Linked DNA regions of Gossypium hirsutum: region 1 is linked to region 2. Evidence: chromatin contacts called from public Hi-C data. All regions are on one chromosome and are shown on one strand. The core of a region is the stretch at or near the end of the contact, and the rest is flanking DNA. Distances in the headings are between cores, read along the strand shown.

Evidence for each region. A called contact is a pair of places that touch in the nucleus more often than the background predicts.
Region 1: a Hi-C map of leaf shows a contact between it and region 2, with 2.5 times the contacts expected there. The contact joins the enhancer-like site here to the promoter of LOC107951036 in region 2. A contact is called at or near these places in 3 of 34 Hi-C or Micro-C datasets (leaf and petal).

What each region holds. Positions count from the first base shown.
Region 1 is chrA02:21,700,342-21,703,041 of Gossypium_hirsutum_v2.1, reverse strand. No RefSeq gene overlaps it. Among protein-coding and RNA genes, the nearest start is that of LOC107951038, 53 kb to the left of the region's middle. Within about 2 kb of position 1,296, at least 3 of the 9 cell types and tissues checked have an H3K27ac peak or open chromatin away from gene starts, as enhancers often do. A contact at or near this core is called in leaf, where this site is marked.
Region 2 is chrA02:21,412,363-21,415,062 of Gossypium_hirsutum_v2.1, reverse strand. It overlaps LOC107951036 (cytochrome P450 81C13), which reads right to left and starts at 1,313. Exons shown (of 2, transcript XM_016885925.2): 1 at 43-1,313. The coding sequence starts at 939.

The DNA of each region.
Region 1 (2,700 bases), core at 47-2,546, 290 kb before region 2:
AACAGTGAGGAAAAGATCAAAAGAAAAGCCAATGGCAGTCAATAAGTGTTTGTGACATAGTTGGGGGTACAGTGGTCCTATTCTTACCTGCAAAATTTAGGCTGAATTTCAACCCTAGTTGGCAGTGGAGTCTTATGGGATTACCGTTAAAAGCCAATACAAGCTATATGTCAATGAAATTTAGGCCTCAACTACCCCTCTATATGGGCAGAAAGAAAGGACCATTGGTAGATTTTTTTTTCTTGGTTTAGGGCATTAGGGGGTCAATACTGCCACCCAAGTCATTTAATATTGGCGGCAAAAACCAACCAATCTCTGGGTCTAATTTGGCAAAACCCACAGTGTGCAACCCTACCCTATCTCTTATGTTCAGAGGAGACTGGAATTGATGTTGGAGTTGAATGTAATGATAAGGGTATGAACATCATTCTATTTTGGTTGCATTTGAACCAATGGATAACAACTTCTAAATATCCATCCAACTTATATAACATTAATGCCCAACATCTCAATGTATCTCACTATCTCCTATCTGTTTCCATTTACTCATTCTCACTTGAGTTTATCATAATTGATATTAAAAAATTAAAAATAAATAAATAAATGAGACTAATGACAATTTCATAAGTTAAAAAACCTCCATCGCGTATACACTATAAAAAAAAGTAATAGTTTAGGAAGAGTTAAAATTGATTGTATGGATCATTTTGGCAATCATCTCACCTTTTAAATTTTGTATAATATTTCAGGTTGAACTCGTGAGCATATTATGTCTACAAGTTTAGGTTATTCTCGTTTAAAAGAAGTATTACATTTTATGTACTAATAAATATTTACTATTTATTTTACAAGCTGACACCAAGGATCTCAGAGCACCACCCAAATAATTTTGATAATAAAAATAAATATTTTATGTTTAAAATAGTGAAAATAACTTAATATATTAAAATATATCATATAAAAGTTATTGATTTTTTTATTTACTTGAAAATTTATTATTCTTTAAAAATATTTATGAAAATAATTTTAAAACTTTGTCAAATAAAATTCAAAAGCTGTAAAAAAACTCATTTTACTAAAATAAAATTAAAAATACAAAACAAGAAAAGGTTAATATGAGACAAGTGAGAATCAAACCAAACTAAATTATAATAAACTATTGGAAAAATTCCAAAAACCTCACTTAGGCGAGTTGTGTGGGCGGGTAACCAAGTCCAAGAGATTTGGGTCTACACATATAGTGTGATAGTTGGTGCACGTTAATGTTAGCCATTTGCAACAATTGATGGGCCTAAAAGAAATTATAGTCAAACCAAGTTTTGCTTTAACATTTCTAAATTCTCTCTTCAGCCGAAAGTCCCCATCTACTTTCTCCTAAATGAATTTTGGGGTCTATGCTCTATGGGCTATAGCATAAGTTGCACCTTTACCCCTAATCCATGGTTATTGGTTAATCCATTCAACTTTTTTGAAGTTTCAAAGGCTTTATGAAAGACGTTAAATGGCATTTTTCTTTTGAACAAATGTTAATTGACATTTCAAAGTTGGAAATAAGTACTCTACTTGAGTAATTTTTAAGTGGTTGTATCATTTTCCGAAGAAAAATGGAAAATTAACCCGAATTAGGTTACTTGGGTTTATGAAATATAAATTTAAAAATGACAATTGCTTGAAGTTTAATCGAATTCTATTCTTTATTATATAAATATAAATATTTTATATTTAAAATAGTGAAAATGATTTAAAAGTTCTTGAAAATTTATTGTCTTTTAAAAATTTTTATGAATTTTTTGAAATTTTGTCAAATAACATTAAAATAAAGGCAAAGACAAAGTTCATTTTGTCAATATAAGTCTAAAAATCCAAAACAAATAATTAATATGGTAAACTAAAAATTGAACCAAACCAAACCGTATTATAATGGATAGTTCAAAAAATCCAAAAAATCTAACCAAACGGAACTAATATTACCCCTAATTGATAGTGCATAATTTTTTTTACTTGACACAAATTGATACTTAAACTATACTTTTTTTCCATTTGGGTACTTAAACCCTTTTTTGGTCATAAGCGATCCCTAAACTATTTTCCCCCCCAATTTGATACCTTGGTACCTAAATTATGTTTTTTTTTCTTCTCATTTTGATACCTAAATATTTTTTTGTCACAAGTAGTACCTAAACTATTATTTTGTTACTCATTTTACACCAAAATGTTATATTCGTTAAAAAATTTCAATGAATAAACTTAAAAAATATTTTTAATTATTTGATTTCACTTTTTTTTCTTTTACATTATTTTTTCTTTTTTTTTCTTATTTTTCCTTTTGTTTTCCTTTCTTCTTCTTTTATAATGTTTGGAAATACCAACAATACTCAAAATTTGACCTCTCAAGGTCAGTGATTAATTCTATTTTCAAACTTCACCGCTTGCATGCTCAACCTGACAAGACCGAAAAAAGTTATTTCATCAATCAAAATTAGCATTTTAGAACCAAACTGAATCAGTCGATCAAGGTACTAGTTCGAAGATAAGGGATGAATTGATACAGGTTGGTTAAACCGATTTTCTTCATTTTTAATTTTTTTTTGTTTTTATGGTTTTTCAGTATTTGATCAAAACTGGAATTCGTGGCTTGACCAATTCAACCATCGGTTTGATTCTGAATAAATAAAAAATAAAAAAAAATGAATATATACA
Region 2 (2,700 bases), core at 64-2,563:
AACAAGTTGATATAGAAGACTGGAAAGCAAATTGCAACCTACCAAAACCATGGTCTTGATGACTTGATCGGAACAGAAGTCAGGGTCGTCTTGTTTAAGAGACAGAAGCCTTTCAATCAGCGAAATATTCTTCTTACTTTTATTTAATCTTATCCCATCTACTAAATTCTCAAGGTATTCATCTCTTCTCCTATGTATTTCTTTCAATTTCTTTTCAATCCCTAGGAAACCAATCCACCTCAAAACTGGGAAGAAATCACATATGTTGGTCCCTAGGCTCGGAAAAAACAAGCTCTTAAATTCCGTGAAGAACATCTTTTCTGCCTCCACTTCCTTAGGATCCTCGACCCCACGTTTTCCGGCCACCGTCCTCCACATAACATTCGTCATCAAGAGACAAAACAAGTACTTCAAGTCCACCTTTTGGGTGCCGTTGCCTGATGAGACCTCAAACAAGCGACGAACAAAGTCCGCAACTTCTTCTTCACGTATGGAAGAAAACTTTTCAACGCTGTTAGAACAGAAGATCTCAACAGCGCTGAGACGGCGATGGTTCCGCCAAAGTGATCCGTAAGGAGTCCAAACGAAAGTAGTGTAGTTGTACGTCATAAGATCCCCAGCCATAGTCCGAGGCCGGTTTGCAAATATTATATCATTCTTGTTCAAGCATTCTTCAACAGCAGAAGGAGAAGAAAGAACAAGGACATGTCTGCAACCGAATTTGAGATATAAAACAGGGCCATATTTGGATAATAACGTGGTCAGTGATTGGTAAAGTGGGTTTTTGATGAGGTGAAGGTGGCCAATAATTGGCAGAGAAAAGGGACTGGGAGGCAAATTTTTGGTTTTATGAGTCAAAAGTTTGATGGTGAGAAGAATGAATAAGATGATTACAAGGTAATGGTACAGGTTTTCCATGGAAACAAACAGGAAAACCATATGAAGAACGCTTTGTTTAGAGACAATGACTGAAGAAAGAGGGTGAGGCCCTGAAATTATATAGCATCAAATTCTTGAGTAGATAGACATAGTGTAGGCTCTTCTTTTTCCAAAATGACTAAAAACAAATCACTATTGGCTTAAATAAAAAAAATCATGGCCTGCATATTATAGCATCAAATTCTTGAGTAGATAGACATAGTGCGGTTAGACCCAGAACCACCCAAATGATGACTCATTTATTGCATTTTACAAAAATAATAATATTTCTTGGGTGCTACTATTGGAATAGACTGCGATAATATGTATTTTTTTAAATAGTCGTAAGAGATATGAATATTTAAGGAGAGAAAAAAATTATTTTAATAAGTGTCACCGATTTCATCTCGCATGTATTTTTTAAAATAGTCGTAAAAAATATGGATATTTAAGGAGAGAAAAAATAATTTAATAGGTGGCTCCGATTTCTCAAGCAACGCAAAAAAAATTTTACAAGAAAATTTTTATTTTGTCATATTGGAAAAAATTTTATTTTCTCATTCTTTAATTTTTTATCTAATCCCTTAAGAATTATAGTTGCATTTAAACACCTCTATCTCACCATTAATCTTCATGGTTAATGCAACAACCTAGTTTTAGTTAAATCGGAGCAGTGGTTTCGGAACACAAATCCGAAGTTGTAAAATTATTTTTATATTATTTTGTGTGTTTACAGCATGTGAATTTATATGTGTGAAAATTTAGTATTTTAGTTTTATCGATTGGTTGCTTAATTTGATAAAAGGACTTAATCGCGTAAAATATAAAAGTAGCATATTATATGTTAAAGTGCTTAACTGCTTTAATTAATTAAAAGTGAAGTCCTTATGTGGTTATTTGACCATTAAACAATGGAGTGGACGGTTATGGGCTTATGTTATATGGTTTTCAAATTAATTTATAAAGGTTAAAATGGTAAATAGTATATTAATATGTAATAAATAAAACAAAACATAAAACATCATGCATGTTCATCTTTTATGGCCTAATGTGAGAAGAAAAGAATCCATTGTTGAAGCTTTTAAGTTCGGCACCTAGGGAGCTTGATTTAGGTATGTTGTTTGCTCGGTTTTTGATAATTTTTATATTTTTGAGATCGTTGCTTCGTCTTTTAGCTAGCCCATGCCTTAATTTTTGGATTGGTTGATGAACTCATGAAATGTCATTGATGAATAATTAAGCTTTTTGTTGTTTGATGATGGTTTATAAGAGTTTGATGTTAGATTATTATGTTTAATTAAGTGATTTTTTTTATAAAAATGCTTATTATGGATTAAATTGTGAAATTGAAACATTTAGGGGTCTAAATGTGAAATAAATTGAATTAATCGGCTGCTAGGGACCTAGGGAAAATTCAACCTAACATGAGCATGTTGAAATTTTGTGTATTTTGAGTTGTTTTGAAATAGGGATTAAATTAAGAAAATGTGAAATATTAGGGGCTAAAGTGAAAAATGCCTATTTATGTGTTTTTGGATGAAATTAAATGAACATGTAATTAAATAAGTTAAATTTGAATTTATTTAGATCAAGAAAGGAAGAAACCAGATTTGGATAGGGGGAAGTCGAAAGTTGTTGAATAGTCGTTCCGATCCGTTCGTTTCCGTACAAGGTAAGTTCATAAGTAAATAAGTGTTTTTGAATGCAAATGTATATGTTTTATATATTTTTGAATTGATTTTTACATATAGACATGTTGTCGAATTGGTAGCATTGGATGAT